Linked DNA regions of Rattus norvegicus: region 1 is linked to region 2. Evidence: chromatin contacts called from public Hi-C data. All regions are on one chromosome and are shown on one strand. Each heading gives the region's core, a stretch centred on a gene start, on an enhancer-like site or on the middle of the called end of the contact. The rest is flanking DNA. Distances are from core to core; before and after follow the strand shown.

Region 1 (6,489 bases), core at 2,081-4,580, 350 kb after region 2:
TAGAACCCTTTCTCAGATTAAAAATGTGCCCACAAGTCAAGGTAATTAGGCCTTACTGTGTAGGTCATAGTAAACTGGCTTTGTCATGTCTCCTTTGGGACTGATGGAATCAAATACATATTTGTTGTCTCTGTCATGGGAAGTGATCTGAGCCATTACTATTAGCCATTTGTTGTGGTATGGATGTGAAGTGTCTTCCCAAATGGGTCATATGTTAAAGGCTTGTCTGATTATTGGGAAGTGATTAGATTGTCAGGGTGTTAACCTCTTAAGTGGATTAATACCTCAATGGTTCACATGATGCTATTATTGGGAAGTAGAAAAAGGCGAAGGTGCTCTAGAAAAGGCTCCAATTGTCTCTGGCCCCTTCTGTCTTTCTATACCTTGGTAGCCAAGGGTGAGCAGCTTCTGCCTTATCTACAGATATTTTGGCTCACCTCAAGACTAACTAATGGATTCAGCTGAACTTCTACTGGAACCTTAGAAACTATGACCCAAAATGCCCCCTGGCATTTTATCACAATGACAAGAAATCAACATACCACCTTCTTTGGCTTCAAGAGAAAGTATGTCTATAATGCTCAAAATATAGAGAAACTTTGATAGAACACTGAACTGCATATATATATATATATATATATATATATATATATATATATATATGTATACACACACACACACACACACACACACACACACACACACACACACACACACATTTCTTATTTCTTATCCTGGCCTTTTGTGGTTAAATAAGTAAAAAGTATAAGTAATGTTAAGTGATTTCCAGTGATTTTTTTTGTTTCAATATTTTAACAGAAATGCAAAAAAATGAATGTAGAACAACTTTCTATTAATAAATATATAGAGAACTGTCTAGGGTAGCTTATCTATTTCGTTAAAAAAATAGTCTGTAAAACACCCTCAAATTCTAAGTGATTATGAAGCATTATTTTAGCAATTCTACATATCAACAAAATCACAATTAGGAAGACAAAAATGTTTTATTGTAAAACACTGAAAAAAACAAATGTTTGTTATCTTGGAAATGTTAAATATGAAAACTGTGTTCCGTGGTACACACTCCCAGATAGCTAAATACTGTAAATTACCCTATCATTTCCTCTAATATCAACACTTGATAAAGTTAGAGATATACCAAGGGTCTGCTAATCATTATTCAAAGTCATCATCTTTGGGTTCAACTCATTTTCACAAGTAAAAGTTCTGTCCAAGATGTTCCTGACACATGAGGCTTCCAGTTGAATTTCAGAAATGTTAAGAAAAGTATCTTCCTTTTTTGCCTGTGAATGTTTGCGTATTGCTGTACTGTTGGCTTATATCCACTACAGATACTGGTTCTAGGCCAGCCCAAGGGTCTTCAAGCATTGAAGGCTTAAAATAACTTTCCAACTCATTAGACATTCTTTTTTCTCTACCACGCCCTGATCCAAATGGTGTAGATGTCCTTGGAGAACCCTTTAGGAAAAAAATGATCAGTTAAAAAAAAACATCTAAGAAGAGATAATTGGTACTTTCTCCTCTAGTTAAATATTAGTGGGGAATCACATCAAAAGTTGCCAATTGAAACCCAATATATTCAGTTGCAAATTTCTTTAATCTAGTGCTTTTAAGACTTACTAAAACCATTTGTAGTTTTCTTTAAAAAATATCTGCTATCATCTTAAAAAAACCTTTCAATTTCCAATGTGATATCTCTGCAGCTATTAAATACAAATAAATTCAGTATAAGCAAAGATTAATTGTATTCAATTTTTCCTGGAAACTTACTTTTTGACCTGATAGGTTTCAAATTTCTACAACTTTTACATGGCATGAAATTTCTCCATTCTTATTAATTCCAACTCATAAGGGATTCAGCTGGGTGAGCATATTCAAGTTTGCAAAACGCCCTACCTAGATACAAGTTGTTAGCCAGAGAGGTACTTCCTGTCTTGTATTCACTCATTAAGAGGGGAAATTTCCACAATTCCAAATTTTCTATTTTTCCCTTCAAGAGAACTTTGAGTAGATCTAAATATGGCTCGAAAAACAATGGTAAGCATTAAAAAAAAAAAAAAAGGCAAGAATGCACAAACAAGGAAGGGACATCTGTATGAAAATGGCCGTAGACTACAGTTTAGAGGAGCCATACTCCACAACAGTAGGGAATTATTCACTGTCTTCCCCTAGGAATCCAGGAATATTCACTGAAATAAATGACAAAAAATCCAAACTCAAATAAAACAAAAACCTCTGGGGGCGGGGGAAGAAATGGAGGATTAAGGAAGTTTGTACACGAATGTGGTATGCTGGCTAAGTGCAGTTTCTGTGGAACAGAACTATATAGCTCCGCCACGTATTGTAGTCTTAGATAATTTCTTTACATCTCAGGTTACTCATCTGCAAAATTGGGCCAACATATATCAGAGGATTAAACAATCCACGTAAAGGGAATTTTAGTATCACGTCTGCCATAACAGTAAGAGTTCGGCAAACGCTAGCTATTGTCTTTACCTGGGGGTAGGTCTGCTGCTGCCCTGGGGAGTAGCCGAACTGATGCTGGGACCCCGCGGGGGACCTGGAGTAGGAGCCTGGGTAGCCGCCCGGGGACGGAGACCCGAAGCGGGCCCCCGAGAAGCTGCCGCCTTGCCGCGGAGAGTGGCTGCTCCCGTACGGCCTAGCCCGGGGCCCGCAGGGCGGAGTGTGGTGCGGACTCCCGTACCCGTCCCGCGGGGAGGGCGGCCGCGGCCCCCCGCCCAGGGTACCCCGGAAGTTGTTTCCGCCACCCCAACCTCCTATCCCCGGGCTGGGGTACGGAGGAGTTGGTGGTCGAAAATTCGGTCGGTGCATAACAGGAAACGAAGCTGAAGAGCTCACTCGCCAATGCCCCACCGGAACCTCAGTGATCAACTGCTAGAAGAAAACTGGTATTCCTGTTTATGCAGTCCTCCGGCTGCCAGCGGAGTAGCGCACCTTAGTTCCGGCTGCACAAAGGTTCCGACCTCACCACGCTTCTGCAAGAGAGCAGATTAAATAGATCACTCAAATCGGATAAGGGTGGGTGTGTCTGAGAGGAGGAAAGATTGTAAAGGGGAAACCAAATTCCCGACCCCAGCGTCCCCGACCCCAGCGTGAACAATGCCACCCACCGCCTTCGGGGAGACCCCCAGTATACGGAAACGGAAGCGGAAGAGACAAAACCGGTCATCAGGCTGTGCCGGGCGAGTCGGAGGAGGCGGTCCCGAAAAGGGTGGATCAGAGGGAGAGGGCGATTAAGCTTTGAGGCTTCCGGAAAGCAGGGCGTGAAGCGTCAGGGGCCAGAGTCCTGGACTTTAGCGAGTCGGAGGCGGAAGCCAACATCGACGCGCGGGGTGGGTTGTGACGAGTTAGGGGCGGGGCCTGAGACAAAGAGGGCGGGGCCGAAGGATGTGAGGCTAGGGACTTGGTTGAACCATTTGGTTCAAGGGGGCGGTGCCAGTGAGGCTGAGACCGAGGCTTGGGCCGAAGCGGAGGGTGTGCTGTTGGGAGGGAGACCAGGCGGAATGTCTGGGCGGAGGAGGCGGGGTTGGTGAAGGGGGCGGGGCGGGCGGAGGGGACGGGACTGGCTGAGGGGCCAAAGGTCAAGGAAGGGAGCTCTGGGGCGCTCTCATTGGGTTGAGGGGCGATGCTGCGGATGCTGGCCAGGGCGGTGGCTTTTCGGAGATCCGGCCGAGGCCAGGCCGGCGGGAGGGGGCTGTGGACCGGCCGCCCACAGTCAGGTACCCACTGACACTGAGCGCTCAGGCTCCCTGAGGAGAGTGCTCGCGCCTCGGATGCGCCTGTCTCAGGGCTCGCGACCGCGTTCGTGCCCTACTTCTCTTCTCCATCCCTGCCTTTAATCCCCCAAGTTTTGGTAATTTAGAAAATAGCACCTCCCGCCGAATGCTGAGTTTTAGAAAGCAGATTGCTACCTTGATAACTTAAGAATGCCTGTACTAATTAACGTTGGACTTGAGCCCTGCGTTTCTGTTCTTGTAAAATGGAAGTTGACGAGGTTAAGAAGTAGAAATAGAAATTTAAAGGAAAAGAGAAACGGGATAATTCGAAAATGTCATCTTTTGCATAAGATACCTGTCTCAGAAATCTTGTAGAAGATGGAATTTCAAATTACGAGTTTTGTGGAGTTTCCCTTCAGATTCTGAAATCAACTCAGGGAATTTTAGGACTCAATACATTAGACCAGCGTGTGGTATGGATCTGTGGGGGTTTTATTGGTTTAGATTTTTTGTGTGTATGAGTGTATTACTTGTATTTATGTGCATGCAGCACTTAACGTGCCTGATGCCTTTAGAGATCAAAAAGTAATCAGAATTCCTGGAACTGGAGAACAGTGTGATTGGATCTACCTTGTCGGTGCTGGGAACAGAACCTGAATCCTCTTGCAAGAGCACTAAGTACTCTTAACCACTGAGCCATCTCTTCAGTTCCAGGCCTTTATGGTTTTCATTCATTCATAGCACCTTTGTATTTCAACCTTCAGTCTCTGACATCTTCAGTCACAAATAAAGAGTACATTCAGATATAAATAAAGAGTATCTTCTCAGCTTTATTCTTTATTAATAGAGATATAAACACAAGGGCTTTTGGGGGAAGGGTTTAATTTTTTTCATGCCCCTGCGTCATTCTTGGATAATTCCGTAAAACTTTTTTGTTGAGCTTATTTTTGTTTTCGTTTTTTATTTGTTTGTTTTTGAGACAAGTTCTCAATATATAATTCAGGCTCGGCCACATTCCTTACTTCCGAAGATAAATTGTACAGTTAATCATGGAGAGGTAATGTCACCATCAGGATACAGTGATATAATTAGAGCCTTCATACTACAGCTTATCTAACATTTATATTTTCTATACTGGCCAATATATCTGTTTTCTCTTTCCTTTGTTTAGCTTAGTATCTGGCAGTTGGGCACTCATATATCACACACATATATGTCACTGCGTCAATAATCTGCCTTATGAAGGGAGCTTAGAAGTGGGGTGATAGGCACCAAAATTATGTTTATTACTTTTTTTTATAACTGGCAGAAAATAATGCAGAATTGGGCCACAGTTTACCCTATATTAATGATCTTTTTACTTGCATTCTGCTTCTAGAATGTAATTGAATCCAGGGCCTTATGTATGCAGGGTGGACTCTTTACTGATGAGCTTCAGTGTAGCCCTAGTCCCCACAATCTATCCAGATAATACACTAGAAGTCTGGGAGAAGAAATGGAGAGAAAACTTTGCCTGGAGATTAAGATAGTGTACTTCCCAGCACATTTGAAAGTATTGTTCCAAACTGAAACTTTAATACAAGACCCATTTTAATCTCTTTAGAGACTTTCTTCTTTCGTTATTTTGTCTTTTTTTTTTTTTCCCCAGAGCTGAGGACCGAACCCAGGCCTTGCACTGCTCTACCACTGAGCTAAATCCCCAACCCCGACTTTCTTCTTTCAAATGAGAAATTTGGCAAGAATAAATAAGTGTTTTTTTTTCTTTCTTTCTTTTTTTTTTTAGACTCACCTAGCAAGATCAGAATTCAGACTCTGAATTCTTCGGATTTTTTTATTTTTAGAAATACAAATAGTCAATCATTTGAAAAATGCAATAAAAAGCATGAAAGTCTTGAAAGTGTACGGGCATGATGACACATACTTTTAATCCTAGCATTTGGGGGGTAGAGGCAAATGGATCTTTGTGAGTTTAAGCCTAGCCTCATCTTCAAACTGAGTTCTAGGATGGCCAGAGCTTCATAATAGATTGTGTCTCCAAAAAATACTGTGTAGCTCCTTTTGGATTCACAGATGATAAATATACACTTAGGTGGTGAATCATAGCTGTAGCTAGGGTATTCCTAAGGTTTACCTGGGATTTACAATCTGACTGGCTGAGGTGGTGGGCCCAAGAACCCTATATTGAAAATTTGTGTAGTGACTTTAATGAAAGCCTGAGGGGAAAGAAAAATTTAGTTGTGCTTCCTGGAGCTATATAAAAATTAGTGAACTGTAAGGATGGGTGTGAGAATATAGTAGCTTTCTCCTGGAGGGAAAAGGGAATATTCCATTTTTGTTAACAAACAGACATGGTTCCTGCAAAAAGACTGCAGCACAGTGTAAGGATAACCAGCATTAGAAGGCGGATTATGCACCTACAGTGCTCGCAGAACAGTGCTGTCAGGACAAGCGCTGCCCAGGCTTCGCTGTGCTCTTTGGTTATCATATACATAGACATGAGCAATGTCAGAATTTTTTGTGTCCTTGAGAACTCTGATGACAATGGATTTTGGAGTGTAGAAATTAAAGCAAGTAAGAGCAACAGAATAAACAAGTGTGAATATGAGTGGAGTTTGCTTGTTTCGATAAGGTTGTTGTAATGCTTATTTACCTAAGGGGTGTTCCTATGGTGCATGTATGTGTGTGTTATCAGTTTCATTTTTTTCATATTGCCATATCTTCAAAACAGAGC
Region 2 (6,801 bases), core at 4,141-6,640:
AGCTTACTTTGCCTGACTATATCTCCTTGCCTTAGTTCCTGGTCCCACTGTTCTCATGCATTCCTGTTCCTTAATGGGTATAATTAACAGACAGAATAAAACTGCATACATGAACCTGACTTGGGTCTTATATTCAGAATATACAGAACACTTTTAAAGTGCAGCTGTAGCTGGAGACATGAATCACTTGATAAAGTGCCTGTCGCACAAGCTAAGGACATGAGTTCAGATCCATGGCAACTACATAAAAGCCAGGTGTGGTGGTGCTAGGTGACAGTGGGTCAAATTCCTGGTGCTCACTGGCCAGTCAGCTTATCCTACTCATGACTGCCAGTGAGAAACTGTCTTAAAATATAAGATGGAAGGCTCTAACATCAAGAATGGACAAATGGGATCTCATAAAACTGCAAAGCTTCTGTAAGGCAAAGGACACTGTGGTTAGGACAAAACGGCAACCAATAGATTGGGAAAAGATCTTTACCAATCCTACAACAGATAGAGGGCATATATCCAAAATATACAAAGAACTCAAGAAGTTAGACCGCAGGGAGACAAATAACCCTATTAAAAATGGGATTCAGAGCTAAACAAAGAATTCACAGCTGAGGAATGCCGAATGGCTGAGAAACACCTAAAGAAATGTTCAACATCTTTAGTCATAAGGGAAATGCAAATCAAAACGACCCTGTGATTTCACCTCACACCAGAGAGAATGGCTAAGATCAAAAACTCAGGTGACAGCAGATGCTGGTGAGGATGCGGAGAAAGAGGAAAACTCCTCCATTGTTGGTGGGATTGCAGACTGGTACAACCATTCTGGAAATCAGTCTGAAGGTTCCTCAGAAAATTGGACATTGAACTACCTGAGGATCCAGCTATACCTCTCTTGGGCATATACCCAAAAGATGCCCCAACATATAAAAAAGACACGTGCTCCACTATGTTCATTGCAGCCTTATTTATAATAGCCAGAAGCTGGAAAGAACCCAGATGCCCTTCAACAGAGGAATGGATACAGAAAATGTGGTACATCTACACAATGGAATATTACTCAGCTATCAAAAACAACGAGTTTATGAAATTCGTAGGCAAATGGTTGGAACTGGAAAATATCATCCTGAGTGAGCTAACCCAATCACAGAAAGACATACATGGTATGCACTCATTGATAAGTGGATATTAGCCCAAATGCTCAAATAACCCTAGATGCACAGAACACATGAAACTCAAGAATGATGACCAAAATGCGGATGCTTCACTCCTTATTTAAAAGGGGAACAAGAATACCCTTGGGAGGGAATAGGGAGGCAAAGTTTAGAACAAAGACTGAAGGAACACCCATTCAGAGCCTGCCCCACATGTGGCCCATACATATACAGCCACCAAACTAGACAAGATGGATGAAGCAAAGAAGTGCAGACCGACAGGAGCCGGATGTAGATCTCTCCTGAGAGACACAGCCAGAATACAGCAAATACAGAGGCGAATGCCAGCAGCAAACCACTGAACTGAGAATAGGTCCCCTGTTGAAGGAATCAGAGAAAGAACTGGAAGAGCTTGAAGGGGCTCGAGACCCCATATGTACAACAATGCTAAGCAACCAGAGCTTCCAGGGACTAAGCCACTACCTAAAGAGTATACATCGACTGACCCTGGACTCTGACCTCATAGGTAGCATTGAATATCCTAGTAAGAGCACCAGTGGAAGGGGAAGCCCTTGGTCCTGCCAAGGCTGGACCCCCAGTGAGCAGGATTCTTGGGGGGAGGTTGGGGAGGGGAACACCCAGAGAGAAGGGGAGGGGGAGAGGTTAGGAGGATGTTGGCCTGGAAACCGGGAAAGGGAATAACATTTGAAATGTAAATAAGAAATACCCAATTTAATAAAGATGGAAATAAATAAAAGAATTTAAATCCATTAGTCATATGCTCACAAAAAATACAGATTTTTATTCTAAAAAAATATATATAAGATGGAGAGTGATTGAGAAGACAACAGACATTAACCCTCCCCGCCTACACACACACACACACACACACATATACATATATGTATATATATATGTATATATATATAAATCTGCACATACAATGCATACAGATAGGCTGCATACATGCATGTGCAGACACATACACACACACAGAGAGAGAGAGAGAGAGGGATCCTCTCTATTCAGTGGGTCATGTAACTGAATATGAGAAAGTCGTGAAACCTTCAGCAACAGCAAAGGTCTCAGAACAAGCACCAATCAAATACACACAATCAAATGTGTATGAATGAAGGGTGGATCTGGGAGCAGCTGCTCACATTGGATTGTTCACTTCATGCAGCCTAGATCTAAGCACACGCTGTGCACGGCATACACCATCATGCCACACAGTGTCAGCAACCCAGATCTCAACCTCAACCTAGGGTTGACTTTAGTTAGCTCTTGCATTAAAGGTGTGTGCTAGGCCGAGGCACACAGGTACGTGTTTATAGTAAAGAGAAAGCTCTAGCATCAAGGGCTGAGCTATACCACACCTAGAAACAGTTTTTGTTTTTGCTTTTGTTTTTACAGTTCACAATCTTGGGGTTCACAATGTGAACAAATATCTTGCAACAGTTGTATGAAAATTTCTCAGTGAAAGGGGCCACAGTGAAAGGCCAAATCTTTTAAATTCAGACTTCATGTTTTAGAAAACTTGACCTAGGTTCAAATTCAGGTAAACTAGCAGGCTGGTATCTAACATTAGTTTCCAAGTTATTCCCCCAACAAAACCCAAGCCTAGCTCCAGTTTCTAGGCCCACTCCCAACAAGACCAGCAGCATCTCCAGGTTATTCCCCCAACAACCTACACCCCCAGGTTACAAGCCTAACCCCTGCTTAATGACCACCAATGCAGAGGGGAGCAGAAATTAAATTTATAATATGACTCCTAGCACCAGCCAATTATGTTAAAGGCCACAGTAGTTTTCCAATTAGATCCTTACACACTTACCCCTGCTTGCTGCTTACTATAAAGCCCTGCCATGATAGACATTCCGGGCTCCTCTCTCCGCCAAAACCATCCTGCATGACGGTGGTGAGGAGCCCAAGCTAGACTGAATAAAATAAAGACCCTGCTATCTATAAGTTACATCAGATTGGCTCCTGTCGGGTTTTGGGTTTTTGGTTTTGTTTTTCTTTGTGGTTTTTTTTTTTTTTGGTTTTTTTTTTTTGTTTGTTTTTTATCTTTAAACTTCTCTGGCACTACAGCAGCAGAATGGCCACAGCAGAGAAAGTTAAAGACCTGGTTTAAAATGCAATAAGACAACTTGTGTGTGTGTGTGTGCGTGTGTGTGTGTGTGTGTGTGTGTGTGTGTGTGTGTGTGTGTGTGTGTGTACATGCACATATGCATTCTTGTGAGTATTCAGGTGCAGTAATGTTAGGGTGCATGTCAAAGGACAACTTCAGCATCATTCCTCAGGTACTATGTACCTTTGGTGAGGGGGTCTGGAATTTATTCACCAAGTAAACTATTCTGGCTGACCAGAAAGCCCAAGGAATCCACTTGTCTCTACCTACCAAGATCTAGAATTACAGACATACATTATTACATCTGGCTTTCTTTTTTAATGTGAGTTATGGGGTTCTAATTCATGTCTTTGTCCTTGCAATGTAATCATTTTACTGACTAAACTATAGCTCTGACAGTTCAACTTTAAAGGGTATGTATTCATTGAAGGGTGTGGAATGAATGCTGGAAGCCCTGTATCCAATCCCCAGCAGCACACGAACTGGGCATGCTGATGCACACCTGTAATCCTAGCACTCGGGTGTTAGAGACAGAAGAGTCAGAAGTTCAAAATTATTCTCACCCTCCTAGTTTTCAGGCCTTGTAAGTTTTCAGGCCTTTTAAGACTTTGTCTTAAAAGATTAAATGTGTTGCTCTTGGGTTTGAATAATTTATAGTTTTTCATCTCCATTGGTGGTTACCTCCTAATTCCTGTCTTGCTTAATTTTTTCTCGCTTTTTTTTTTTTTTTAATGAGAAAGAGACAGGACAGGATTGTCTGTTTTCTTTTTTAAGACTTATTTTTACTTATATGTATCTGTATGTATTTGCATATACATTTGGAGGCCAGAGAGGGCTTGAGACTCCCTGGAGCTGGAGTTACAGGTAGTTGTGAGCTACCACCCACCTGCATGTAGATGCTCAGAACCAAATTAGCATCCTCCAGAAAAGCAGCAAGCATTCTTAACTCTAAACCATCTCTTGAGACCCTGTCCCTTAGGGCTTATCAAACAAGGGATGAGTTGTATTTTTTATTGCATTTATTTTCTTATGGTGTGTCTATGAGTGTGTATGAGTGCACGTGTGTGCAACAGTACATGTGTGGAGGTCAGAGAACAATTTGTAGGAGTTTATTCTCTCCTCCCATCACACTAGTCATGGCGATTGACACATTTCCTGGGGCTTTACCTACTGAACCAATTCACAGAAGTAGTTTTGAGTTTTGTATTTTACTCATTTCAATCACTATCTCTATTACTTCCTGTTCTGCCATTTTGTTTCTAATTAAGATGTCTATATACATACACCTTAACACATTTTATAATTAGTTTTACACATATATTTTTGTGATACAAAATTCTCTCTGAAAAGATAAAATAATAATGGGACTGTAGGGGATAACTTATTGACAGAGCATATATTCATTTGCAAGGCTTGTGGCTCAGTCCTCAGGACAAAAATGTAAAATGAACTAAAACAGTAACCTGTATCCTCTTCTCTCACAGCAGTGTTATTTTTCCCCTATCACTTACAGTCTTCAAACTATTAGTTATATATTATTGTTGGCCAACTGGCCGTTTCTACACTAATGGGAAGTCCATAGACACTGGGAACTTTTACTCCTGTCCCTCAAAGACCTAAAATGATGACTAATACAAAATAGATATTCCAAAAAACTTGTCAGAAAAATTCAGTTACCACATGACAAAACAAGAACGCTGCTGGTATTCAGTTCAACATGTACTCTGAGCCAGGAGTTGCTAATGCTTGAGCCACATTCCTGAAGTGTCATAATCACTGAGGAGACGTCAGGTTTTACAAATGTGTTCGCATTACTCAATCTCAAATTGATACTAGAATCAGCTTTCATATTCTAATGTTCTTGGCTGCACGTGGGTGTCCAATGACTTCAGCACTCGCAGAAACTGAGTCTCAACCCTGGAATGATGGGACTTAGCTTCCAGCCCCCACCCCGTTCCCCGCCGCCCCACCCAGACGCATAGGAGGAGACCCAGCCCCTAGACGCCTGGCTGCCCAGGGAGCCGCACACGCCCCTTCGTCCCACGCCTAAGCCCTTTCCTCCCGCCCCCCGAACCGGAAGCACTTGCCTGCGTTTCCGGTGGCCCCGGACTCGTGGTGTTCCTGGCAATGTCTTGGTTTCGAGCGACTCCCGAGATCCCCAGCCCTGGAGACCAGGACGTGTTTGATGAGGAAGCAGACGAATCTCTGTTAGTGCAGCGGGAATGGCAGGATCACATGAGGAAACGAGTCCAAGTAAATGGGCGGGGCCCGGGACGCACGGGAAAAGGGACTCCCACGAGGGACACAGGCTCCCCCGGGCAGGGGCACGCTGACCGAAGCCTGGGCGGACGAGTGCGGCTCTCTGACCGAGCGCTCCCCAACGTCGCCCCAGTCTTAGGATTTTCTGGTTGTTGATAACTTTTAAACAAGCGCGTTCTTTCGGAGTCCCTGCTGGGTTTGGAGTAGAGACACTGACCAACTAACGTGAACTTTATTCAGTCCTTCAAGAGTTTGCAGTTTGGGGAGAAAAAGAGATGAGGAGAAATACACACTCACTAGCAGATTCGCAGGTGTTCAGTGGGTGGAGAGTCCAAAGTTAGGCGTGGTGTTACAAAGGCTTGAGAAAGGTGAACTGTGACGGTAAGGGGAAGGTAGAGAAGGGAATACTGTTCCGTTTTTATGTTAAATTCGTTATTCGATCCGGACCTGTCTCAACACTCATTAAAACTCTCTTAATAATATCTGGGGAGAATCGGTGCTTTTTCTGGGTGAGAACTAACTACTTGCTAAGATCTGTCTCCACATAGAAGTGGATTCAGAGTATAACGATCTGCGTTCGATCCCTGAAACCCACATCGTGGAAGGACAGAATGGGTTTCTGGAAGTTACTTTCTGACCTTCACACTCAAGCTATGGCATGCAAGTAAATAAATGCCTCCCTCCAGAAAAATAGGTAAACATACGTTACGTAAATAGTCAAAAGATAAGCACTGCATCTACCCAGTATATTAGCCATTAAATTACCCTTTTAAAGGGGCAGTTGTGACTACCCTACTTTAATGTTCCAGTAAGTTAATATTTGTTGAGTCCAGCAACCATCATGTCATTACAAAAATGCCTTAGGCGTCTGGGGCTAAACCAATAATAAGGGGACAAATCTCTACTCCACAGTTCCGATTAGATTTCTAAAATCAGACTTCCTCTGCACTGCTCCTAAAATAGTTCCCTCTTCCTGGCCTTGCCAGCCTCCTTAACTGCCCTGTTCTAACCAGTTATCCAGAGACTAGACATGCAGTTTTTCCATTTTTGTGAAGACTTTTCTAACACGGTTTTTAAAAATTCCCTAACAACTAATGTTTAATGTTTGCACAATAACCCTAGGTTTCCAAAGTGAGTTGAGCATGTGACATGGAGTCATAACGCCTGTCATCACTTAGGAGGGTGAGGCAGTGGGATAATGAGTTCCAGGCCAGCCTGGAAGTAAGATTTTTAAAAAATAAAACTTGATAAGGAAGGATAAACCAA

The links. A called contact is a pair of places that touch in the nucleus more often than the background predicts.
Region 1: a Hi-C map of liver shows a contact between it and region 2, with 2.8 times the contacts expected there. The contact joins the promoter of Mplkip here to the promoter of Yae1 in region 2. A contact is called at or near these places in 2 of 12 Hi-C or Micro-C datasets (liver and mammary epithelial cells).

Annotation. Positions count from the first base shown.
Region 1 is chr17:52,068,390-52,074,878 of GRCr8, forward strand. It overlaps Mplkip (M-phase specific PLK1 interacting protein), which reads right to left and starts at 3,331. Exons shown (of 2, transcript NM_001109452.1): 1 at 2,518-3,331; 2 at 765-1,479. The coding sequence starts at 2,853. The coding sequence ends at 1,279. It overlaps Sugct (succinylCoA:glutarate-CoA transferase), which reads left to right and starts at 3,663. Exons shown (of 14, transcript NM_001014146.1): 1 at 3,663-3,761. The coding sequence starts at 3,668.
Region 2 is chr17:51,717,192-51,723,992 of GRCr8, forward strand. Yae1 (YAE1 maturation factor of ABCE1) reads left to right here and starts at 5,391. Exons shown (of 3, transcript NM_001107356.2): 1 at 5,391-5,529. The coding sequence starts at 5,404.